Linked DNA regions of Mus musculus: regions 2, 3, 4, 5, 6 and 7 are each linked to region 1. The links are chromatin contacts, called in public HiChIP or PLAC-seq, Micro-C and promoter capture Hi-C maps. All regions are on one chromosome and are shown on one strand. The core of a region is the stretch at or near the end of the contact, and the rest is flanking DNA. Distances in the headings are between cores, read along the strand shown. Region 1 holds the start of Upf1 (UPF1 regulator of nonsense transcripts homolog (yeast)). Region 2 holds the start of 2010320M18Rik (RIKEN cDNA 2010320M18 gene). Region 3 overlaps Gatad2a (GATA zinc finger domain containing 2A). Region 4 holds the start of Gatad2a (GATA zinc finger domain containing 2A). Region 5 holds the start of Cilp2 (cartilage intermediate layer protein 2). Region 6 has its middle 27 kb from the start of Gatad2a. Region 7 holds the start of Jund (jun D proto-oncogene).

What was found. Promoter capture Hi-C pulls out the DNA fragments that hold promoters and counts their contacts. A called contact is a pair of places that touch in the nucleus more often than the background predicts. HiChIP or PLAC-seq counts read pairs in DNA pulled down with a chosen protein or histone mark.
Region 2: a contact with region 1 is called in a Micro-C map of embryonic stem cells, with 2.5 times the contacts expected there. The contact joins the promoter of 2010320M18Rik here to the promoter of Upf1 in region 1. A contact is called at or near these places in 7 of 39 promoter capture datasets (fetal liver, hematopoietic stem and progenitor cells, hippocampal neurons and 3 more), 1 of 484 Hi-C or Micro-C datasets (embryonic stem cells), 2 of 115 datasets of contacts at active chromatin or transcription factors (embryonic stem cells and pancreatic cancer cells) and 1 of 9 other capture datasets (adipose tissue).
Region 3: a promoter capture Hi-C map of hematopoietic stem and progenitor cells shows a contact between it and region 1, with 4 times the contacts expected there. The contact joins the enhancer-like site here to the promoter of Upf1 in region 1. A contact is called at or near these places in 4 of 39 promoter capture datasets (frontonasal cranial neural crest, hematopoietic stem and progenitor cells and liver) and 1 of 115 datasets of contacts at active chromatin or transcription factors (pro-B cells).
Region 4: a contact with region 1 is called in a promoter capture Hi-C map of pre-B cells, with 2.6 times the contacts expected there. The contact joins the promoter of Gatad2a here to the promoter of Upf1 in region 1. A contact is called at or near these places in 5 of 39 promoter capture datasets (cranial neural crest, hematopoietic stem and progenitor cells, liver and 1 more) and 2 of 115 datasets of contacts at active chromatin or transcription factors (effector CD8 T cells and pancreatic cancer cells).
Region 5: an H3K27ac HiChIP or PLAC-seq map of embryonic stem cells shows a contact between it and region 1, with 4 times the contacts expected there. The contact joins the promoter of Cilp2 here to the promoter of Upf1 in region 1. A contact is called at or near these places in 6 of 39 promoter capture datasets (cranial neural crest, embryonic stem cells, fetal liver and 2 more), 1 of 484 Hi-C or Micro-C datasets (natural killer cells) and 2 of 115 datasets of contacts at active chromatin or transcription factors (embryonic stem cells and large pre-B cells).
Region 6: a contact with region 1 is called in a promoter capture Hi-C map of pre-B cells, with 3 times the contacts expected there. The contact joins the enhancer-like site here to the promoter of Upf1 in region 1. A contact is called at or near these places in 3 of 39 promoter capture datasets (cranial neural crest, liver and pre-B cells), 2 of 484 Hi-C or Micro-C datasets (embryonic stem cells and muscle stem cells) and 2 of 115 datasets of contacts at active chromatin or transcription factors (effector CD8 T cells and memory CD8 T cells).
Region 7: a contact with region 1 is called in a Micro-C map of embryonic stem cells, with 3 times the contacts expected there. The contact joins the promoter of Jund here to the promoter of Upf1 in region 1. A contact is called at or near these places in 1 of 39 promoter capture datasets (neural stem cells), 1 of 484 Hi-C or Micro-C datasets (embryonic stem cells) and 2 of 115 datasets of contacts at active chromatin or transcription factors (both in embryonic stem cells).

The regions. Positions count from the first base shown.
Region 1 is chr8:70,351,508-70,354,785 of GRCm38.p6, reverse strand. It overlaps Upf1 (UPF1 regulator of nonsense transcripts homolog (yeast)), which reads left to right and starts at 1,507. Exons shown (of 24, transcript NM_030680.3): 1 at 1,507-2,008. The coding sequence starts at 1,793.
Region 2 is chr8:70,775,320-70,778,543 of GRCm38.p6, reverse strand. It overlaps 2010320M18Rik (RIKEN cDNA 2010320M18 gene), which reads right to left and starts at 1,682. Exons shown (of 1, transcript NR_029440.1): 1 at 938-1,682. It overlaps Pik3r2 (phosphoinositide-3-kinase regulatory subunit 2), which reads left to right and starts at 1,832. Exons shown (of 16, transcript NM_008841.3): 1 at 1,832-1,937; 2 at 3,192-3,224. It overlaps Mast3 (microtubule associated serine/threonine kinase 3), which reads left to right. Exons shown (of 26, transcript NM_199308.2): 26 at 1-427.
Region 3 is chr8:69,918,243-69,921,781 of GRCm38.p6, reverse strand. The region is part of intron 3 of Gatad2a (GATA zinc finger domain containing 2A); the gene reads left to right. Among named protein-coding and RNA genes, the nearest start is that of Tssk6, 18 kb to the right of the region's middle. Within about 2 kb of position 1,416, at least 268 of the 459 cell types and tissues checked have an H3K27ac peak or open chromatin away from gene starts, as enhancers often do. A contact at or near this core is called in hematopoietic stem and progenitor cells, liver and pro-B cells, where this site is marked.
Region 4 is chr8:69,972,181-69,975,747 of GRCm38.p6, reverse strand. It overlaps Gatad2a (GATA zinc finger domain containing 2A), which reads left to right and starts at 1,365. Exons shown (of 13, transcript NM_001113346.1): 1 at 1,365-1,658.
Region 5 is chr8:69,885,630-69,888,905 of GRCm38.p6, reverse strand. Cilp2 (cartilage intermediate layer protein 2) reads left to right here and starts at 1,514. Exons shown (of 8, transcript NM_026818.2): 1 at 1,514-1,618; 2 at 2,374-2,472; 3 at 2,638-2,910. The coding sequence starts at 1,555. It overlaps Yjefn3 (YjeF N-terminal domain containing 3), which reads left to right. Exons shown (of 6, transcript NM_001353930.2): 6 at 884-1,118. The coding sequence ends at 1,089. Gm33746 (a long non-coding RNA gene) reads right to left here. Exons shown (of 3, transcript XR_379069.4): 1 at 2,636-3,276; 2 at 1,999-2,312; 3 at 522-1,912.
Region 6 is chr8:69,999,972-70,003,110 of GRCm38.p6, reverse strand. No RefSeq gene overlaps it. Among named protein-coding and RNA genes, the nearest start is that of Gatad2a, 27 kb to the right of the region's middle. Within about 2 kb of position 1,685, at least 276 of the 459 cell types and tissues checked have an H3K27ac peak or open chromatin away from gene starts, as enhancers often do. A contact at or near this core is called in embryonic stem cells, liver, memory CD8 T cells and 1 more, where this site is marked.
Region 7 is chr8:70,695,559-70,699,035 of GRCm38.p6, reverse strand. Jund (jun D proto-oncogene) reads right to left here and starts at 1,297. Exons shown (of 1, transcript NM_010592.5): 1 at 1-1,297.

The sequences.
Region 1 (3,278 bases), core at 258-2,757:
AGTGGCTACAGGCACTACTGTCCCTCTATGGAAGGTTGCAGCGAACTGGGCTAACTAATCCTTGGCCTGATGGAACATTTACTTATCTGTTTTTGTTTGTTTCATTGTGTTTTTTAGCCAAGTTCTAATATACCTCAGGCTGGCCTCAAACTTGCTATACAACTTAGGATGACCTTGAATCCTTGCTCTGTCTCCATCTCCAGAGTCCTGGGAGACTGCGCCTCTACACTCAGCATCTGTTTTTGTGTGTTTTGAGATGATGTAATGTTGGGTGTCCTGAACTTCGCTCTGTAGACAAGGCTGGCCTCAGAGTTACAGAGATCTCCCTGCCTTCGACTCCTGAGTGCTTGGATTTTAAGGAGTGTCCTTACTGGGAGATCCACCCAAGCAGAGGCAGCCACCCTCCTGGGTTTTTCCCTCGCAATAAATCTCGTGTTAGGTTTGTTGTGTGCTGTGACTTTGTTCTATTTCTTGGCTCCCAATTGCCAGGATCTTTTGGAGCACAGCTGAAACACTTTGGGGAACCACCTCCACCCCTCCCCCTGCCCAAGCAGAGCAGATACACTTCTGTGGGGGGAATGCCTTTCCCTTCAGAGCTGCAACACTTACACTTCCTCCACTGAAGAGTGGGAAGGAAACCCAGGGAGGAGTGTTTCTCTAAGTCTCGCAGCTGGCTGTGGATGCTCATCAGTTGGTAGCTTCTGCCTAGCACACAAGAGCCCTTAGTTCCGTGGTCAACATTGCATGTACACCTGTCACCCCACCACCAGGCACTTTGAGGCAGGAGGATTCCCCCGAATTCCAAACCAACCATGGTTACAGTGTGAGACCCTCAATCAAAACCAAAACAGGCCGGAGAAATGGCTCAGAGTTGTGCACCCAGCGCTTACAAGAGGAGCTCACATCCATTCATAACTAGTTCTAGGGGACCTGACCCCTTCTCAGCGATTCCCAGGCTAGCTCGGACCAGTGCGACTTGATCGCAAGACAAAAGAAGCATTTATCTTCACAGGCTTCAGGAGTGCTCGGGGTAGCAGTGACTACCATTTGGCAGAGTCCCCGCTCCCTACTCATTTATTCAATCGATGAATACTGAGAATGGCCACGAGCCAAGTGACAGACGGGGTAACTAAGGTTCAAGGAGTGCAGGTGCGTGGTCCCCGTGCCACAGGCTCCACACCCAAAACCTTCTGGAGAGAGCCTCAATCAGCACCTAACGAACATCCAGCCCTGAAGCCCGGAGGTGAGGACGTCGCATGCGCGCATGCGCACCGCTAGGCAGCAGTTGGGGCGGGGCCAAGTTCGCGAGCCCAGGTCCTTTAGGCGGTTGAAGGCCCGCCTCTTCGCGCAGGCGCACGGCGAGTTCCGCCCTCCCGCTTAGCTCCCAGTGCTCCGGTGCGGTTGGCTACTTTCCGGGAGGAACGCGCGCGCCTGCGCCGGCGTCGGACTCGCGCACGCGCATCTGTGCCGGCGTCCGGCTCGCGCACGCGCACCGCAGCGGTGGCGGCGACGGCGGTTCCTGTCCAGGGGTCTGAGAGCGGCGGTCGGCTTTGAGGCGAGCAGCGTTACGGAGGGGCGCGGCGGCGGCGGCGGCGGCGGCGGCGGCGGCGGCGGCGGCGGCAACTCAGAGCTCAGAACCGGCGGCCCGGCTCTGCTTTCGGAGGCCGACTCGGAGCCCGCCCGGCTCTCAGGGCGGCGGCAGCGGCTACTCCGGATTACGGCCTAGGCCTAGCCGAAGCCTCGGGCTCGAGTGCGGTGAGGCGCCCGCTGAAGGCGCGGCCCGGGCGGCAGGATGAGTGTGGAGGCGTACGGCCCCAGCTCGCAAACACTCACCTTCTTGGACACTGAGGAGGCCGAGCTGCTCGGCGCCGACACCCAGGGCTCCGAGTTCGAATTCACCGACTTCACCCTTCCCAGCCAGACGCAGACGCCCCCCGGCGGCCCCGGCGGCGCGGGAGGCCCGGGCGGAGCGGGCGCAGGCGGCGCGGCCGGCCAGCTCGACGCACAAGTGAGTTGAGCGGCGCATGGCGGCGCCGGAAGCCGGGCGGGCGCGGGAGCTGCGGCGCTAGATCCCAGTTAACCAGCCTTGGGCCCCTGTGAACCTGAGCCAGGTCCCAGTTAGACGGCGCTGGTCCGAGCTACCGGCTTCAGGTCCAGTTAACAAGCCTGGGTAACTGCTTCCTGCTCTGGCTCCTTAAACATTAAGTCCCTATTGGCCAGCTCCAGTTACCCACCCTGGATTCTTGTTTAAACTGCCCAGGTACCCGCCACCTGCCCTAGGTCTCTGGTACCTTATTACCAGATCTGGTTCCCGTTACTTGCCCTTTTCCCAGATCTCTGCTTCCACCCTATTCCAACTACCTCTTCCAGGTCTACCTGCCACAGTCATTGCCACCTGACTCAGGTTCCTGCTACCTGCCCTAGTCCTTGCTGCTCTGGCCCACCCAGCTACCTACCATCTTCTCTGATTCCCAGCCTCTTGTCCCAGCTACTTGCCACCTGTCCTTTTTTCCTCCACCCTGCTAGGCTGGGCAGTGACCTGCATTAGTGTCCCTCCTGTAGCGCAGGATCTGCTCGGCTCAAGGCTTAAGCCAGAGCTTCCCTCACTCCCCTCCTAGGTATGTCTAAGGTGACCTGTCCACAGTTGCTATCCTCTGGACGGACCCACATTGCCCTCCAGGGTCACCTGTTTGGCTAGTCCAACCACCCCATCTCACCCTTTTGCCACTTCATCCACCACCCCCTCCAGCCAGGGTTCAAGTTCAAGTTTGGGTTAGGGGTTCCCTGGAGCAGAGCCAGGGTTTTGTCGCCTCAAGTGGAAATAGCCCACTTTGTGGATGGAGAGGTGACTGCCGGTTTGTTTTTCCTTCTGGGTTGCCTGTTGCTGAAACCGGTGTTATGTAACTCCTAGGCTCTGCTTGGAAAAGTTGGGTTTGAATTTTGTTCCTTACCCACAATGGGTACCACATGGGTGACTGTGCCTTGGGGAGGGGCTTTTGTTTTGAATGATAGGCTGCCGATGTAGGCATTTCAGGTTGGGCCAGGGCCAGGCCCCCTCTGCCTCCCCATCAAATGCTCTCCCTCTCTATGGCTGGCTTGGTGTCAGGCACCTCTTGGCTTTGTTTTCCTGTATTCTCTCGGGGAGGGGGGGGAGCTGCAGGCTAGAGCCACAGGTGTTCTTGTAGTCCATCTGTACTTAGGGCTAGGGAGCCACCACCAGTCTTCAGCAGTGATCTCAGACCGCATTCTGGGAGGGCCTTCAAGCTGGCTGGTTGAGT
Region 2 (3,224 bases), core at 433-2,932, 420 kb before region 1:
GTCTTTCCCATTCTGTGCCTCTTTACAGGACTAACCCCAGTGACTTGCACACTTCATGTGCACTGAGCACACCTGAATTCCCCCCAGCTTTGTGTGATCCAAGAAGCTGAGGTTCCTAAGGCCAGAGGCATGTCCCACAATGGTCCAGTAAGAGTGGCAGCCCAGGACAGGCTCTCCTAGCCCTACTGTGAGCATGGCCATGGGGGAGCCCAGACTCCCATGCTGTGTGATCTAGCAGCCATGTAGTAGGTTGCCAGTGGTGCAGCTCTACACACTCCACGAGGGGAATTCGCAGGCACTCAAACCCTCTGCACCTCCCTGACTCGCAGCCAGTACCTTCTGCTGGAAGGGAGACCAAGGCTGTGCATGAGTAGCCCTCTACCCATCTTGGAGCTGGCATCAAATAAAGTCCCATGAAGACATCTGATACTGGTGTGTGCATTTGTGAGTGGCTGGGGGTAGGGAAAAACTGATGGCTCGATATCATCTAAGTGAGTTTTGTTGGCTGTATAGGGGTTTGGTTAAACACTTAATCCAAGCCAGCCTGCATCCCAGCTACCTAGCAGGCTGGGATCCTGGCTAGGGCAATAGGGCAAAATCTCATCTCTAAAATGAAGTGTTTCCAGGCATGGCTGTATACACATGTAATCCTAACACTTGGAGGTGGGGGCGTGGGGAGGCACGAAGCAGAAGGATCATGAGTTCAGATACAGCCTGGGCTAATAACAAGACCCTGTTTCAAATAATAAAGCCAAAGGAATCAATGATTAAAAGCACTGGCTGCTCTTCTAGAGGACCCAGGTTGTATTCCCAGCACCTACATGGCAGCTCACAGCCGTAACTCAAGTTCTAGAGCATCCGATGTCTCTTCTAACTTCCACAGACACCAGGTACTCACAAGGCGCACAGTTGAACATGAAGAAAAACACAAAATCTTAAAAAGGAAAAATCCAAAACGCTGGGCGTCATAGCTCTTGCTTTTAATTCCAGTCGGGTTATACGCGGCTGTAATTTACTGAACCTGGATCCTGTGCAAGAGCAGTGAGCATGCTTAACTGCCGAACTCTCGCTGCAACCCCTCCGTCCCAATTTTCTACCCTAGTCTTTGCGGTGAGCTAAAATAGATAAATGAATCCCTCGGAAATCAGCCGAACAAGCTCGGCAACTTCTGGTTCTCTCCGTCTCGCCAGAGTCTGTCCGTATTTCCGGAAACAATCTCGCTTCCGGACGCTGATAAGCCGCATTCTCGCGCGTGTTGGGCCGGAGACACTTCGGCTGTTTCCGGACGCCTAGGGTTGTCATGGCAGTGCCTTCGCCTTCCATTCCTTCCACCAGCGGCTCTCCATTGAGGGTACAGCTGCCGAGCTCGTCCAGTGGACCTTCGGCAATTTCCGGAAGCTATCGGCGGCCTCCGAGTCAACTCCCAAGGCCTGGAGTTGAGGTCGTTCGGTTCCTCCCAGACACATTCCGCGGTCTGGCAGGTTCACGACTTCGTAAAAAACACAAACAAACCCCTGTTATGGCACGTTCTGCTGCTTCCGGAATGGCTCGGGTATCTCAGAGTCCCAAGTCCACCGAGCCCAGCTTCGGACCGAATGCGTTCCCGACCCTTCCGCTTTCTAGTGTTTTCGTGAGCCTCCGACGGCCGTGCTCGGCTGTCTCCGACCAGCCTCGGCTGTCTCGTGGCAAAGCCCAGCCTCCCATTCCCGCGGGAGCACACTCGGCAGCTTCCGGAGGCTTGCCCGCGTGCCTCGGTCTTCGGGCTCCGCCTCGTGTGGGGGGAAAGGCCCGCCCTCCCGACCCGAGTGCGCTCGGCTATTTCCGCCTGGGGGCGGGCCCGAAGGCTTGGAACCGCGGCGACGGTGGCTGACGCAGGGATCCCGCGGCTGCGGCGACGGCGGCGGCGGTCGTGGTGGTGGCGACGGCGGCCGGAGTGGGTGAGTCGATGGTGGTGGGGAGGACCCGAGGAGAGAAGGAGCCGCACAAAACCGGGCTCCGAGCTGAGCGTGGGGCTGTGCAGCCTGCGGGGTAGAGACAGGGTCTCTAAGGCCGGGAGGTCCCCGCCCGCAACGGGGCGGAGAGCGGGACACGACCCCGGATCCGGCCACTTCCGTCGTCCAGGGGTCTTCGGGGTGCACGAGGGTCTAGGGGCCCGTCTGTGTGAGCACACAGACTATGCGTGCATCGTAGGCCCCTCCTTTTGCATTGGGGGTTCCGCGATACCCTCCCCCCATGGTGTGCAGACGTGCTCGGCACGGGGGCGGGCAGACGGGTGGCTTTCTTAGGAGAGGCCTCTCCGACCCTCAGTTTCCCTACCTATAACATGCAGGCCACAAGAGGCCGGACAGTGAGTCACACCGGATACCCTGGACCACAAAGCCTTAAGTCCCTCTAGGACACCTGCACCGGGTCCCCGAGATCTGGGGATGAAGCCCAGACCCTCCCCTTGGCACGCTAAACGCCTTTTTCATGGCTTCTTTCTGAAAGCCTCTGCATCCTAGACAGGCGTCTTCCACCATCGGGCCTTTGCAGGAACCGGTCTGTCTATGCATTGCCCTGTCCCTATACGAGGACCTGTCAGCCTTGCTCCCCCAGGAGGATGCACAGAAGACCCAACTGCAGGCTGGAATGGGGACCCAGGCTAGGACCCAATGTGGGGTGTCCAGCTCCTGTCCCCATCCTACTGTGGCACTAAGGTGACCATGGTTCTTCTTGACACCTCCCCTCTCTTGCATCACCAGAGAGCCCCAGGCTAAGGCAAGCTGGGGACACCCCTGCACCCTGTCTCAACCTCCCCTGCAGGAACCAAGGCTTCTGTTTCCTTGGATGCCCACCCAGGCCACAGCTCTTGATAGGCCATGTCCACTGCTCAGGTGTTCAACCCCTTCTTGGGGTTCCCCAATAACCCCAAGTCTAACTGGCCATGTGGTCACTGTCTTTGTTCCTGCCTTGAACTTGGGTGCATCTGTGGTTGGCTTCCTCCTGATGAGTGGGGTTCTTCAGAGAGCTCTGAACTTCAGTTCCCACAACCCTAGTGGGGACAGCAAAGCATTCAGCTCCCAGCACCCCGAAGAAAGGCTGTCAGTGTGGCCTCTCGGATGGGGAGACTAATCAGTAGTGGGACAGGGGCCAGCCCCAAGGTCACTGGGGGATTCTGTCCTGGCTCACTCCGCCTTGTCCATGTCCTTTAGGCTGGTGTTCCCGGCTGAGCATGGTAGCAGCCT
Region 3 (3,539 bases), core at 167-2,666, 430 kb after region 1:
GCCCCATAGCCTCTTCCACCCAAGTCAGTTCAGTCATAGCTGACCTTAAGGTTGGGGTGCTTGGGAATACTTATTCTAGAGCAGCATGGCCCTGGCACTGAGGCACCGTGATCCTTCTGGGTGCCCTTATTGGGAGCTGAGGCTGCACCACACCCATGTGAGAGGGATAGGGAGGATGGGGAATCCCTCCTGTGAGTTAGAGACACACAAGCTGTGTAGACAAGGAAGTCAGGCCTATTCAAGAGGGTAGGGTAGCTATGCTTGTCCATCCTGTCCCATCTGTCTGTCTGTTTTCACACAGACATGTACTAGGTGAGAAAGGCGACATCTGAAAGCAGTCCCTTAGGAAACAAAGGGGCCCTGCAGGTCTGATGTCCTCTTTTGGCTTATGTGCCATGGGGCTAATGAATGCCAACACAGGCCATTCCAAAGGTCAGAGGTCCATTGAAGGGTGATAGAGACAGATCATGGCTAGCCAGGGCTTGGTGGACAGACTTGTGAGTCAAGCTAGTCTGTGTTGTGGTGCAAGGTTTGGGTGCAGAAGAGTAGGTGTATAGGCCATGACAGCCAAGCTGGCCCTGAGGAGGACTTGGTCCTCAGTTGATGTAGGTGTTCTTCCTCCTCCGATCAGATTGAAGAGACATGGATAGGATCCAAGCACCTCCTCTGATGTGGGCTATCCCAGTGCTCAGCCCCTTCTCCAGGACACAGCACACATTCCTGGTAGGAGACAGCTTTTGGTGCTAATGGCCAGACTGGCTGGCTTCTGGAGATTTTTACTGGTGATGTGAAGCTACTTCATCACTGTGTGTTTTCAACATAGACAGGTAGGACAGGTTCACACAGCATCCAGAAAAAGCAGTTGTCCCTGCCGGCCTGGCCGTGCTCCAGAGCTCTCCATGTCACTCTTCATTTTACTCTTATGCCTATGGGTTTCATGAAAGGCTCCCTCTGAAATTGTGCCTGTGATTGATCCATGTATTCTGGTTCCTAAGTTAAAAGCTATCTAGAAAAGTGCAGAGAATCTTGAAGGTATTTCTGTTAAAAGCTGAGCTTCGGAAAGCCTTTCAGTTTGGAAGGGAGAGGGGCTTGTGGTTTCCTCTGTTTTTTGTAGGAGATGACCACAGGCGACTGGATGCCTGGAGGCTGCACAGAAAGGGGAAAGTGGAGCCTCCATTTTCTGACAGCACCTGAACCCTTACCTCTCTTCTCAAAATGAAGGCCGTGTGTCACAAACCGGTTAGAACTGCCCGTTGCCATGGTTTTCACGTTGGAAGGCACAGTTAAAGGGTCACATGACCAGAGAGGGAAATGCCTTTGTCACATGACTTTTTGGTGGCCTGATTAGCATAGAGGAAGTTCACTCCGGGCAGGCTGGCTGCTGCTGGGATGCTGAGTGATACTGATAGCAGTGACATCATCTCTGAAATTGATTAGTTGGGGCCCAGGATGGGGTCAGAGAGCAACAGTGGTCAGGGCTGTCTTCCAAGGAAGCCTAAGTCCAGGATGGTCTCTGCCCCAGCAGTGCCCTCATTCCTCACAGACATCTCAAATTTTATTAGACGACTCACCTCAGAAAGATAGGAAAGAGATAAACTCCACAGTTGGGTGTCCTTTGGTCTGCCTAGAAAGCCAGTCCTAGACTGTAACTCTGTCATAGGTGCCTCTTAAGCCCAGCTGTTAATTCACTTGGGCACCCCCCTGGGCCAGTACCACAGCCACGGCACTGGGCTGCTCCTCTGCTACACAATATACAGTTGGTGGCATGCACAGTCAGTGGACCTGGAATTGAAGCTGTCTGATCACCTTGAAACCTGACCTCGGGTGAGGGCCGGTGGGAATGTTGGAGGAGAGATTGACTTGGAGTGTTTGAAGAGACCCGAGGGAGACAGATGCCCAGGGTCTCTTTTTTTAAGCTGTTTTGTTGTTTGTTTGTTTGTTTGTTTTTAAAGATTCATGTATTTGTATATTATTTATTTTTGTACAACAGTGCTTTGCCTGTATGTACGTCTCTGTGAGGGTGTCAGATACCCTGGAACTGAAAATTCAGAAACTTATGAGCTGCTGTGTGGGTGCTGAGAATTGAGCCCTGGTCCTCTGGAAGAGTAGCCAGTGCTTTTAACTGTGGAGCCATCTCACTAGCTCTCTCAATTTTTTTAAATAATTTGTTTGTTTTGTGTGCATTGTTATTTTGCCTGCTTGTGTGTCTGAGTGAGGCTGTCCAAATCCCTGGAATTTAAGTTACAGTAGTGAGCTGTCTTGTGGGTTCTGAGATTTAAACCTATGTTGTCTTAATCACAGAGCCATTTCTCCAGCCCTTCCAGGGTCTCTTTTAAATGACTGGTTTCTGGGCTGCCGAAGCCTGACTCTCAAGAACCTCCAGGCTTAAGCCTTCAGGCTGTGGCCAGTGTGCACGTATAGCTGTCATGTGGGAATCAGGAAGCCAGCCAGATGCTGGCTGGTCAGCCTCTGCCCACCATGCCACTCTTCTTGAGAATACAGCTGGCAGGAACCAGTGGTGGGGACCCAAAGAGTCTTCACCTAGTGACTCACCTCACCCTGCTCAAACCCAAACCACAGAGACAGATCTGCACTGTGACTTCCACCTAACTTTATCCTGTGTCACAGTGCCATCTAGTGGACATATTCTGAGCTGCTTTCCACAAGCAAGTTGGTACTTGCTTGGGTGCTGGGATACACACCAAGGGGCAGTTTAGATTGTCCACTGTGGGCAGTACTTTTTCTAGGACTTAGTGCTCCTCCCACCTCCTTCCTGTGTTACAGCAACAGAGCACACTGGCTTTAAGGATTTAGAAGCAACAGATGTGTATGCCCTCTGATACCCTTCACAAAGAGGGAGGTCTAATTTTGGGGTGCTCCTGTGTGGGTTAACTGATGTAGGCTATATTATAGCCACTGGTCTTTAGCCAGTGTGGGAAGAGTGGTCAGTGTTGTGGACCTGTGCATCTGACAGTGTGTACCACCCCTGCTACAACTGAGCTCCTAGGGAGACTGGCTGTTTGCTCACAGGGAAAAGTGAACTTCCTACACCACAGGATGTGTGTTAGAAGGTTGGTCACAGTGGTGAGTGTTCCATGATGTAACTTCTTCTGAGACTTGAGTGTGCAGGGTTGAGGGCAGAGCCATCACACTCTGTAGACCTGAGCATGAAGTCAGTGAGAGTGGTTCTTTTGAGTTTGAAAACTTGTAGCCACTGCAGCCACTTATGTGTGTCCTAGGTAGGACAATGCAGCAGATGGCCCCAGGTCCCCTTGTGAGGTAGAGAGCAAAAGCTAACAGTACATCATTGTGCTTTTTGGTCTTCTGGGGGGCTGTATGGGACTGGGTTAAGAGAGGGGTGGGCTTCCCATTGGGTAGTTCCCAATGTGAGACCTTGGCTTTGGAGTGCTCACGTCCATCCTACCCAGCACTCAGGAGCTGAGATAGCAGACCAAGATCTGAAGCTCTGTTTACTTGTGACAGAGCTCTGGGGTCGAGTAGCACTTTCTGAAGCATCCATGCTACACCTGAGTACTCAG
Region 4 (3,567 bases), core at 116-2,615, 380 kb after region 1:
TACAGACTGGCCACGAACTCATCCACCTACCTTGAGGCTTCATTTTCTTTATTTCATTTCCTTTTCTTTCTTTTTCTTTTTTTAAAGATTTATTTATTATATGTGAGTACACTGTAGCTGTCTTTAGACATACCAGAAGAGGGCATCTCATTACAGATAGTTGTGAGCCACCATGTGATTGCTGGGATTTGAACTCAGGACCTCCAGAAGAGCAGTTGGTGCTCTTAACCACTGAGCCATCTCTCCAACCCTTATATATATATATATTAAAAGAAACTGATGTGTCATGAGTGTTTTGCCTGCATGTGCATCTGTGTACCACATGTGTACTTGTTGCCTGAGGAGGAGAGCCTCCATGTGGGTGCTGGGAATAGAACCCAGGTCTTCCACAACAAGAAGTGCCCTTAACCACTGAGCTAACTCTTTAGCCCTGGGCTTTGTCTTCATAAGATTTCTTTATGACGTGTTTCTGTATGATGAGGACAGAAGGCATAAATACCCTAGAACCGGAGTTATGGTAGGTTGTAAGCCACCATGTGGGTGCTTGGGTCTTCTGCAAGAGCAGCCAGTACCTTTAATTGCTGAGCCATGACTCCAGATGTGTTTTTTAAATTAACATATTTTATTTATGAGCGTGTGTTTGTGTCTGAGGACAACTTGTGCGGATGGAACTCAGGTCATTATGTTTGGTGGCAAGCCTCTTTAAACCACTGAGCCATGTCGCTGTCCTGGAATAGGTTTTCTATGAACTTTGTACTTTTCCCTGTTGAAATTGTAAATTGGCTTCAGATGCTTCATAATCTCCCCAAACTTGCTTCCTTTCTGGCTATTATTGTCTCCTTGGTGTTACCAGAGAGGGTTGGGCGCAGGTTTGTTTTCTTGGGGATTCCTTCTTCTCCAGAGGCACAGGCTAGATGTGGATTACTGGAAGGAGACAGCCGTCCACCTCGTTCTCTGCAGGTGGATTGGCTTGGTGGGTAGGTTGAACTGTCTGCGGTCCGGGGGAGAGGGGTGACCGCTCAGCCGATCGCACCTTCTCACTGGAGGTCAACACCGAAGTTCCTGAGAGGAAGCTTTGCGAGGCCCCGGGCGCGTCTCAGAGTTACAAGAGGTGGCCGTGCAGGGCTCGGGCGAGGTCAGCGTGAGTCAGCCCTGGGCGCGGCCGAGCTCTGTGCACTAAGCTGGCCATGGCTGAGGGGCGCTTAGCAGCCCAAGTGGGAAACCCAGTCGCTTAGCGCAGCGTCGCCAGTCTTTGGGGCTGGGAGGGCGGTGCTTCCGGGTAGGCCCGCCCAGCCTCGCCTCCAGGGAACCACGCCCACATAAGACCACGCCCACAGGGAGCCCCTCCCTTCCCGACCCCGCCCATCCGGGTGCGGGCGGGTGGCGTCGCCTTTAAGAGCTCCCCGGTGTTTTGGGGGCCGCGGGCCGGGCGCGCTGACCTGGTGCGCATGTCCCGGGCGGTGACGCCGGCGCCGGGCTCCATGTGTGCGGCCGAGGGGCGCATTATCTGGCCGGCGGCGCGGGCGGGCGGAGCGGCGGAGCGAGCGCCGCGGGCCCGGGCGGCCCCTCAGGCGCAGCGAGCACGCGCGGCCGGCGCCCCCCGCCCCCAGCCCTGTGGACACGCGCGCTGCCCCTGGGCCCGGTCGGCGCGCGGCCGGGTAAGTTCCTAGCAAACTTGGCAAGGCGGGGCGGGGGCGCGGGAAAGTGGGAGCGCGGTCGTATTCGGTTTGCTGCGCTGCGGTTCGCTTCGCCTGCGCCGCTGGAAAGTTCCCCACCGCCCTCGCACGTGGGGCTGGGGTCCCTGGTCCCCGGAGCCGGGAAGTGGCCGAGTCGCCTCACTCCCTCCTGAGCTTTTCAGGCTGGGAGGCCGCCCCAAGGGGGGCGGCGGGCACACAGCACGTGGACGAGTGGCGTGGGGTGAGAGTCCACGGGAGGGTCGGGGGTCCGAGCCCGGCGGCGGCGTTAAATTCGGCGGCGACGGCGGCGGCGGAGGCGGCGGAGGATCCCGTGTCAGAATAAGAGTCCCTGCGCGCCCACGCCTGCAGGGCCGGTCCCCCCCCCCCCCCACCGTCCTGCTTGGGCTCGCGCCCTTCCTGCTTGACCCTGGGGAGCCATGGGACCCTTCCCCCTCTCTTGGTTCCTGTTTTCCTCATGGCCCTCCACTTTAAATTTGCCTCCGGGTGTACGATGTGGCTCCAATAATTTCTTTTTTCTTCCACCTGGAACGGGTTGGCATCAGTGACTAGACAGCAGCAGCTGGCCTTTTAAAGGGATTAATGCCAAGAATCGGAATTGATCACTTCAACAAGGAAAGGCTTCTGGGCAGGCCTCAGCCGCAGCCGGACTGCGCTCTCCGGAACCCTGAAATGAATGGGGACCCCTCATTAAGACCTGTATGGCAGAATGTTTTGTTTTTCCTTCCCGCCCCTGCAGTTTTAGCAGAGGCTGCAAGTTCTACCTACCTGACTCACTTCAGGTAGTTCACTCTTATCTTGTGGCTTTGGATTCTTTAGGACAAAGTCCTGGTGAGTCTCCTGAGCCTTACATTTTCTTGACAGCATTAACTTCTTTTTATCTTCTTGGAGTATGCAGCACTCCCACGTCCCTGTTAATGTGTGTGTCCATTCACAAAGCGATAGATACCTGTTGTGGATGTAATCTGTATACTGAGCCTGAGTCTCCCTCTTGTTCTTCTCATCCTACCATTCGGTGGTTACGGTGGTTACAACTTTTCTTTAAAGCAACATTACACCACAGCACTGTGAATACCCTCCAGTCCTTAGCTTATACCTGGCTCTCAGTGTGCATGGGCCAAGTTTCCTTTGCAGGTATAGCAGGTACCAAAAATGATCCTTCTGATGTATAATACCTAATTTCCAGATGAGAAGTTGTAGCTTCTACAAGTCCTGTTGTTCCCTCACTGCTTAGTGAAGGGGCAGAGATGTGATTGCTGTACGTTTTCTGCATTAGAACTGGGGAACGTAGCTGCTTTCCCCTTGTATGTGAGAATTCCCCCTGCTCTAGTACATGAAGCAAGCTCCTTGTACCTGTGCAGCTTAGAACACCATGCCAGCCTTTCTGTGTCCTGAGAGAAGAGAATCCAGCTGGCCTTTGAGTGGCATAGCCACCACGCTTGTGCTTCAGACCCAGAGTTCTCTAGAGGAAGCAGTTAAGTGTGGTAATCACCCACTCTTACTCCTCACTCTCTGTCCACCTCTCATTCTTCTTTTGCTCCCTACAATTCTGAAATACTTTAAAAAACAATGTCATTTTTTGTATGTTTGTACTCATGAGCATGTGTGGAGTCAGGTCAACTTTCAGGATTTGCTTCTTCCACCATGTGGGTTCAGAGAAAGAGCTTGTGTGAGGAGGCTTGGGGGCCAAGTGTCTTTTCCAGCTGATCACCAGGTCCCAATCCTCTCTTTAATTCAAAGATTGCTTTTCCCCTTGGAAGCTGAGTAGCTCTGGAAATGGGAGCATTTGTGCATTACTGATTGATCGCTATGCCTTGTTAGTTCCACTTTGATGACATTTCTTTAGTGTCATGTCATCTCTATTAGTGTGTTA
Region 5 (3,276 bases), core at 265-2,764, 470 kb after region 1:
CCCCAACTCGGTTTTCCTTGTCCAACTCTTTCAACCTCGGTTTCCGCGTCTGCCCCCATCGTATTTCACACCCGCCCTGAGGATGGGAGCGATACAAGTGGCTGTCCCAAGTGACTCCGTGTCCCCTTGGTCCGAGTGCTCAGCTCCACGGGCACCACCCACCACCAGTCCTGTGAGCTCACTCGGCAGAGGCCACGCCTGCCAGGCCAGAGCTGCTAAGGACAAACAGCGCTCAGCCTCTCGTGGGGACTGCGTGGGGGTGTCCCCTAGCTACACTGCTCCAGGACAATCCCCGACCAAAGCCGAGGCATATCTAGTCCTAGGGGGATACAGTAGGTGGTCCCGGAAAAGTGAGGGATTCTGCAGTTGGAAGCCTCTAATCAGAGAGAGGAGCCGGTGGCTCTGGTTAGTGCCTGAGGCAGGAGAGAAGTCCTGGTTGCTGGTTCGTGGACTGGGTGGAACCGAAACTCCTGGTGGTTTGGGGAGAGGGCAGAGTCCTAACAAAAGTACCACGAGGTGGGTCAGAGAACCAAGATGTCTCAGGTCGGAGGGGGAAATCAAATACGATAGGGATGTGGGGGCACAGTTTAGAAGGAGGGGGGTCTCGGGTCACAGTACAGGGTGGGGTAGAGAGGCTGAGGTCAGACCCGAGGTGGGTGAGGAAGGTCTGATTTAAGCAAGGCGCGGTTCCTAACCTCTGCGGAAGGAGACACGGCTCAAGGCAGAGGCTGGGTCTTGGCAGACTAGCAGTGGAAATGGTGTAGTCGGAGGGTGGAGGCGGTTTGCGGTTAGCAGGTCTGACCGCTACCCGCGTGCGTGGAGGGAGGCAGAGCAGACTTGGTCCCGGGCCGGAGGTCCTCAGCTCCCCCTCTTCCGCCCTCAGGCTGGGATGCGGAGGCTGGCGGAGACGCAAAGGACGCGGTGCAGCCCGATGTGCTGGTGTCCCTTGCAGCGCCCAAGAGCTGCGCCGGCCGCTTCTCCGGACGTCTCCACTTTGTAGCCGGCAGGTTCGTGCCTGATGACGTCCGCCGAAAGTTTGGCCTGCACCTGCCAAAATATACTGGCACCGACTGCGTGGCCTCACTGTGAACCGCACCAATAAACATCTCCACCACCTCTCCCCTGCCTCTTTTGTGTACCAGGCCAGGGGGTGGGCGGGTGGAGAGGAGACTTCCCTCCGGGTTTGTGGGGAGGAGCTGCGCCGTGGAGTTTCTTAGAATGGAGAGCAGACCCCTGCTGGGGGGTGGCCTCCAGTACTTAGGACCGAAGTTTAACAATATAGAGAACGTCCAGCATCCTAGGGCGCCAGCAGCTTCAAGTTTCAGACCAGAGGGAGCCAGGCACACAGCACGGGACCCAGTTGGAGAAGGAGGGGGGAACGCAGGACACCGGGCAAGGGCAGTCTAAGGGCGGAGGTACCGCGGGAGGCTTAGAAGACCCAGTCTGGTGTGCGGGGGCGTGGCTTGTGGCCCGTTCCGCCCTTTTAGGTCCAAGCAGCGGCTAGGCCCGCCACAGTCAGATCTCAGAGCTTCGCAGAGCAGTTCGGACCTGGCGATGGCATCACCTCTGCCCTTGCTCTATCTCTGCCTTGCCGCCTTACACCTAGCGGGAGCGCGAGGTGAGATACCTTGGGAACCACCCCCTACACACACACACACACACACACACACACACACACACACACACAAACAAACACACCAGGACGACAGCCGCAGGCACAGAAGCGGGCGGGGGAGCACCTCATGAGCGTCCCAGAGAGCCGGTGAAAGAAACCTCTTCCATCGTCGTCCCAGGAAGGTCCACTTGGCCAAGGCTTTGAATTGTAAATCATCAGGTTTCCAAATCTGTGCCAAGGGGTCGTAGCTGTCTCTCCGCGGGGCTGGTGACAGTCCTATTTCTCAGAAGGCTGGGGCTCCAGGAAGAAGGGGTTTGTCTGAACCTGTCTGCCTTCCTATTCCACCCCGGAAAGATGGAAGGCCAGAGAAACCAAGGACTTACCTGTTGGCACCTTGCGTCCCACCTAGAAAGACCCGGGAGAGTATATGGCAGGAGGGGACTTCCAGGAAGAGACTGCAGCGGTCTGCGGGTAGAGGCAGAGCCTAATACACTCGACTTGTGTTTGATGAACATTTGAGCCTAGAGGTGTAGTGGGACATAGAGTCGCCAGATCTGCGGAGTGACAGGGCTTCAGGGTCCGCTGCTAGTAATGGGAAGGCTTCCTGGAGTGGGTGCTGCTGCAGTCCCCGGGGCTAGAGCTGGCCTCTCAGATCCTCAGTTTTATATCCCGTGAAATGTGGTAGTCAATGTTCCCCCTGTTGCACCAAAAGAGGGGTCTCAGTGGTCCCTATCTTGTGCCTCCTCGAACTCCCACAGATGCCACCCCCACCGAGGAGCACACTTCAACCGCCAGGGGTCTTCAGGGACGGCCGCCAGATACCGGCCAGCCCTCGCCAGCCCTGGAAGATTGGGAGGGTGAGTCACCTCAGCAACCCGCCTGTGTGATCTGGGCCTGGTGGGGTCAGTGGGGAGGGTAGGGAGAATGAGGAGTCCTTGGACATCACAGCTCCTTGGGCCTCAAGGCTCCAAGCTGGAGAGACTAGGGAGGTGGGACCCGGGCTCAGCGTGCGATGCTCACAGAGGCCAGCGAGTGGACGTCGTGGTTCAACGTGGATCACCCGGGAGGAGATGGCGACTTCGAGAGCCTGGCCGCCATTCGATTCTACTATGGTCCCGCGCGGGTGTGCCCGAGACCACTGGCACTGGAGGCGCGCACCACCGACTGGGCGCTACCAGCTGCAATGGGCGAAAGGGTGCACGCCAACCCAGAGCGTGGCTTTTGGTGTCTCAATCGTGAGCAGCCTCGAGGCCGCCGCTGCTCCAACTACCACGTGCGCTTCCGCTGCCCACTGGGTAAGGGGGGGACCCATAGGCCTGGGCGGGCGGGTACAGTACGACCCTAAGGGGCAAGGCCCAGTGATGGCAGGGCACGGGCGTGGCTTAGAGAGGCACACCCATCAGCACAGTGAGGATGCAGGGAGCTGTGCCCAGATTGTAGTAGCTAGTGCACTAACATGCCAGGATCCCATTGGCCCATCCTGAACAGCTCGGTGTTGGGGATGCCTTAAGCCTCATTGTATTGAAGTCCGATGGGGAACAGCAAGGTTAATTAGGACCGCATCTAGCAAGAAGGGGTGTGTGTGTGTGTGTGTGTGTGTGTGTGCAGGTGAGCTCTGTGCAGAACTGCATGCAGTCTGCCCCTGCAGTCAGGGAGGGTGT
Region 6 (3,139 bases), core at 436-2,935, 350 kb after region 1:
TCTTTGGCTACATAGAGAGTTTGAGTCCAGCCTAGGTTACATAAAACCCTTTTTCAAAAAATAAACTATTGCCAGGCAGTACTGGGGCACGCCTTTAATCCCAGCACTTGGGAGGCAGAGGCAGGTGAATTTCTGCGTTCAAGGCCAGCCTGGACTACAGAGTGAGTTCCAGGACAGCCAGGGCTACAGAGAAACTCTGTCTCAGAAAAAAAAAAAAAGGAAAAATAAATAAATAAATAAATTTTAAATATTTAAAAATTTAAATCTTTTAAAAAAACTCAGCCAGCAGCTTTGTGTGGTGGCACAGGCCTGTGATCCCATAGGAGGCTGAGACAGACAGGAATATCAGGCAGCTTGAGCTATATATTAAGGCCCTGTCTACAAAATGCTTGGCTGAAAGGGCTCCTGGGCTTAGTCTGGCTTTGCTTCTGTATATTCTAGAAACTCATCTCAATAAAGGCACAGTGTGGTCCACCATAGCTTGTAGATGTCTGCTTGATTTTCTCTAGGGAAGCACAGGGGTGCGAACGACGGCCTGTTGGTGCCATTGCACCTGATCTTTTTCCCTCTAAAAACAATGATTTGCTTCCCTGGGGAAACCAGGACCAAGCCCACAGACCCTCAAAAGGATGCTGCTTTCAGTAGGTCAGTGATTCTAGAGATACACAACACACAAGCTGGGTCAACTCTAATGAATGAAGATGCCTGCAGGGATGCAGGGTGTGGTATTTAGCTCTGTGCAAAGCAACTCAGCCATTTAGAGACTCTTTAGTGACTCTGTATAGCTTTAACCTAACTCCCTTTTCTCTTTCCTTCCTCCCTTCTTGCCTCTTTCTTTTCTTCCCTCCTTCTGTCACCCTCCCTTTCCTTGTAGCCTAGGCTTTCCTGGAATTCCATATGTAGCTAAAGATAACCCTTAAATTCCTAATCCTCCAGCCAGGCGTGGTTGTGCACGCCCTTAATCCCAGCACTCTGGAGGCAGAGGCAGGCAGATTTCTGAGTTCGAGGCCAGCCTGGTCTACAAAGTGAGTTCCAGCTTGGGCTATACAGAGAAACCCTGTCTCGGAAAAAAAAAAAAAAACAAAAATAAAAACTTAATCCTTACGTGACATGCTGCTGTGACAGTGGTGGGTCAGTACACACAGTTCTCCCTTCGTTTCCTCTTTTTTTTTTCCTTTAAAAATAAAGATATATTTAATTTTTATTAACGTGTCTATCTGTGCACATGTGCCTTGCAGGTGACCTTAGAGGACAGAAGGGGGCGTTGGATCCCTTGGAGCTGCACACAGAGGCGACTGTGAGCTGCCATAAGTGGGTATTTGGGTCACACTCAAGAGCAGCAAGTGCCACTAAGCCGTCTTTCCAGAGCCCACTTCCCTTTTCTCTTCCCCTCCCCTTCCTCTGCAAGCCAGGCTATCCTCAGACTCACAGTGATCCTCTTCTGAAGTGCTGCGATTATTACCGCACCTGTTTTTTGTGTTGTTTCTCAAAAGAGGGTCTGTAGCTCAGACTAGCCTTCAATTTACGATCCTTCCTTCAGCAGTCTCCTTTATGCCGGGACAGACCTGGGCCCTCGACCCTGGAGGCTATAACCTTTTTGCTATCTGTCTGTGGCATTACTCAGCGGTCACTCTCAGTGCTGGTGGAACGCTTCCTCTGTGCGAGGGGACTTCTCAGGAGAGCAGCCACAGGTCTCTGGCTGGCAGAGGCCCCGCCTTCCTAACGCCTGTGGGGCTGCCTGGGCCAGCTCCCACTTCCCTATATGGGCGTGAATGTCACTCAGCCTGTTCGTCAAGTTGATTCCCCAGACCCAGGAAGGGCCACGCCTTGGTGAAGAGATGCAATCAGCTTCCACCAGGGAAAGGAAACTCATCCTTCAGTCACATGGCTCTTGCTTCAGTTTTTATTATAAAACTAGGCTGCCCTTGGCTCTGAGGTTCAGGAATTTCACTAGAGTATCTACCTGGAGTCTCTCTTCAAAGAGAGTTCACTTCAGACAAAGAAAAGGGTTAGGATTATTATTTTTTCCTTAGCCCAGGCTGTTCTTGAACTATGAAGATGAGGATGACCTTAGATTTCTGAGTGTCTTGCCTCTATTTCCTAAATTCTGAGCTGACAGGTGTGCACCATCACACCTAGTTTATGTGGGGCCGGGAATGCACACTGTGCACACTGGGCAATCACTATCAACTGAATTGCATTCCCTGTCTAGGTCTCAAAAGTTTTGATTATTTATTTGGATTATTTTACCAGTACAGTAGTAGTTTAGTTGTGTGTGTGTGTGTGGGGGGGGCATATATTGAGCTGGACACTAGCTAATGCACTGCTTATCAATTTTTAAAAAAGATTTATTATTATATGTAAGTACACTGTAGCTGGCTTCAGATGCACCAGAAGAGGGTCAGAACTCATTACGGATGGTTGTGAGCTACCATGTGGTTGCTGGAATTTGAACTCAGGACTTTCAGAAGAGCAGTCAGTGCTCTTAATCACTGAACCATTTCTCTAGGTCCCAGCACCAATTTTTGATTGCTAATGTGAGCATGCTCTCCATGAGACCATAGTGCTTTCTCACCTTTGAGCATGTTGCTGGATTGGAGATTTAAAGTTTTTTATGTGTATAAATGTATGTAAGCACACCACATGCACCAGATCTCCTGGAACTGGAGTTATAGAGGGTTGTGAGTCACCATGTGAGCGCTGGGAATGAAATCTGGTTCTCTGCAAGAGCAATACGTGTTATAATTGTTTTTGGATTTGAGATGTAAATAATACAAGTGTCAGTTAAGATGTAATACTACAGTTGAGCAGTTGATGTAGACCAATAACAGTAGCTGAGTGTACCTGCCTTTCTTTCTTCCTTCCTTTCTTTCCTTCTTTCTTTCTTTCTTTCTTTCTTTCTTTCTTTCTTTCTTTCTTTCTTTCTTTCTTTCTTTCTTCTTTCTTTCTTTCTTTCTTTCTTTCTTTCTTCCTTCCTACCTTCCTTTTTTTTTTTTTTTTTCTTTTTTCGAGACAGGGTTTCTCTTTGTAGCACTGGCTCTCCTGAAACTCACTCTATAGGCCAGGCTGGCATCGAACTCAGAAATCTGCCTGCCTTTGCCTCCTAAATGCTGGGATTAAAGGCGTGCGCCACCAAGGC
Region 7 (3,477 bases), core at 48-2,547, 340 kb before region 1:
CGGCCCCGGGGCGGGGGGAGTGGCCGCGGCCTCCCCGGGGGGCCCCGTATGCCCCCCAGTCCGCTGCCCGTACAGACCGGCTCCGATGCCGGCCGCTCTGCCCCGCGCCGCCCGCGCGCACTCTTATAGCCTCGGCCCCCGCGATGAGCTCACCGCCCCCGCTCGCCATTGGCGCGAGGTGACGTCGTTGATTTGCATAAAGGGGCGGGAGCGGGACGCCCTCGCCTGGTGGCGGCCGCTGTTGCCAAGAGCGACGCTCGCTACATGGCACAACAACGCGCTGCATTGTGGGTTGACGTCATGGGGGTGGGGCTGAACGCGGTTTGGCCGGGTCACCACGCCCAGCTTGGATTGCCGGGCAGGCTCTGTCCCTACCCTGCTGTTTCTTGCCTCTCCTCCCTTTCTCTTCCTCCCCTCTTTACTTCCCTCTAGATCTTGCCTCTCTGTTTCTCAAACTGGACCTCATCTGTGCGTCTATCTCTCCCCTGTCTCTGGCACTTCTGTGGCGTGATGTGTGGAGCCTCATAAACCCAGGCCCTCTGTGAAGCCACGCCCCGCGTCACGCCCACCGAAGGCACGCCCCTCGGGGGCCGGGCGCCGGCCAGGGTTCCTCCGGCTGGGAGCTGGCAGGTGTGGGCAGGAAGGGGGAGGCAGAGGAGGGTCCCTTGGAGAGTCCCCACAACTACTTAGCTCCTTGTCAGTTTCACAGGGTGGAGTCGAACGCCCTAAAAGCTGACCTCCTGCCTTTTCCTTGGGGAAACTGAGGATGGGATGTGTGGAGTCCAACTGCAGCCAGGGTAGCCATCAGTTGTAGGTTTTTTTCTTGATCTCGGTGAAAAAAAATTTTTTTAATCTTTGTTTTGGGTCAAGACAGGATCTCATCCTCTAGACTCCGCTATTCATGAACTTAACTTCAGTCCCCCTGTTTCATATTCCCAAGTGTGGCAGTAACAGGCCTGAGTCTCTTAACCTCGGCCTACAGATCTCGGTTTTTATTTTACATGCTGGTGTGTTTGTCTGTGTGGTTGTGTATCTGTGTTTGTCTGTGTAGGTATCTGTGCTTTGTGTGTGTGTGTGTCCAGGAAGGTCAGAGGAGAGTTGGGAGTCTGTTCTCCCCGGTGTGGCACTCTGGCTGTCCGACTTGGGTGCAGTCACGTTTACTTTCTAAGCCTACCCTATGGCCCTGGATTGGGACGTTTTGAAACAGAATCTCACTCTGTACCCCAGAATGACCTCCCGAACCCCCCAAAATCTCACCTCAGGCTTCTGGATGACTAATATATGCCATTGTGCCTTGCTTCGGTTTCAGTTATTAGGACACCCTGTACCCTAGCTGACCAAGACTGAGGGTGATTTCACTGCCTCAACGTGAAAGACGTGCCCATCACCTCATCTTAGCATGAGATTTGAGTCTTGGGTTTGTTGAGTTTTACTTTGTGTTTTGAGCAAGGATCTCTCACCTTCCAGCTGGGGCTGGCTGGGAACTTACAGATGTGGACCTGCTAAGTGCTAGAGTTAAAGGGCACTATGCAAAAGCTGTAACCCAGGTTGACCTGGGGCTCCTGCTGATGGAAGTTCTGGGGTGAGCTTGTGGGGTTTTTTTTGTTTTGTTTTGTTTTTGCCTTTGTTTTGAGACAGAATTTTTCTGTAGCTCAGGCTAGACTTGAGAAGTGATCCTTCTGCCTTCTATGTGCTGTAAGGACAGGCATTTACCACACATTTGTCCTCCCAAGGACAGAACTAGGGTGCCAGGCCTCTGGACAGCCATGGCAGTACACGTTTTTACTCTTGACTCTTCTAGAGCCTGAGGTGGGTCCCAGAGTGGAGCCTGCAAATGAGAATCCGGACTGGTAATTACCCTCTTAATTAGTACAGTATGCCACCAGGCCTGATGCAGGCTTTTCTGCTTGCTGGGAACGGAGGTGGAAGAGGTGGGAGCAACAAGTCCCAGCACACTCAACACAACCCTTAGAAGACCAGAGAGGAGTCTCATCCCTTCTCTGTGACTCCTCTCCAATCTGTACCCCATTGGAGCTCCTTTGCACCTCAGGACCTTCGCCCAGGCCATTGAGGCCTCAGAGGGTTCTCCCCCCTCCCCCCAAACCCCCGCCCGAGCCTTGACCAGTTGTTGCCTCAGAGAGCCACACACCCAGGTTTTATCCCCTTTTGTAGGCAAGTGACCATCCAGAAAGATAGAGTGGACTCTCCCCTCACCACACACGTGGGGTTTGCGCTTCGCGAGCCATATCCCAGCCAGCACCCCCTCCCCCGCCCCCCGCCAAACGACTGAGCCAGCTAGTGCTGGCCCAACGCCAGCCAGCCCCCGGCGCCAGGCCTGCCTCTCCCCGGGGCCGTACGGAGCTTGGCGGAGCGCGCGAGGCTCCGCCCTGACCTTGGGACTTGGCCTTGGCGGGTGGGGGATGGGCGGGCGTGCGCTCTGGAGGCGGTGGTTTGAGCTGACTGGGGACAGGTTTACGTACCAAATTAAGTTTTACCTCTGTTGAGACTCACTTTCCCTATCAGGCAAGGAGAGCATTTTGTAGTGGCATGGAAAATGTAAAGAAATAGTAAGACCTGAACATTTTTGGTTGCTTTTCGAGACAGGGTTTCTCTGTGTAGCCCTGGCTGTCCTGGAGCTCACTCTGTAGACCAGGTTAGTCTCGAACTCAAAGATCCTCCTGCCTCTGACTCCCGAATGCTGGGATTAAAGGCGGGAGCGGCCTGTCCTGACTGACTTTTTTTTTTTAATTGTATTTCTGTAGGAAAAGGGCTTGTTGAGAGGCTGGGGAAGGACCTCAGCTTTCAGAGTCTGTTCTCTCCCATTCTGTGGGTCCTGTGAACTCAAGTCAGCTCTCAACAAGAGCAACAAGAGCCTTTACCCGCAGAGCCATCTCGACACCCCATCAGTCATTCTTCAATTTTATTATTTGGAGAAACTTAACCTGCTGGTCTTGGGGTGCCCTTAGCCTCTGGGAAAAACTCCTACTAAACCTTCAAAACAACTGCAATAAGGAGTGGAGGGATTCAAAAAGTCTCGGGGCGCTGGGTTGGGCTGGAGGCCATGCAGTGCGGCTGGTCAGTGGGTGGCAGAAACAGCGCCCACTCTGGATTCTGTTTTCGCTTCTGTCTTCCCTGGTCAGTGTCTGGGGAAGTGACTTGTACGGGACGCATGGCCCAGCGTGGAGACTGTGCACCCTTCACATTGAACCTGAAATCTCGTGGGTGGGCCTGTGTTCGAATCCCCAGGTTCTCAGGAACCCTTCCACAGTGCGAAGATAAATTTGACTTTTCTAGTTTGCGTTTTCAGTCTTTCCTTGATCAGGCAGAAACCAATGATCAGCTTCATAAACCGGGAAGACAGAAAGGGGGCCCCTGGGAGTGGCTGAGGCAGAGAGGGGACTGTCCCAGGAGTGTGAGGGCAGAGCTTGTGGGCACCGTCCCCAGGTGGCAGGGCCCGTGGGGCGACCGCATTCCTGA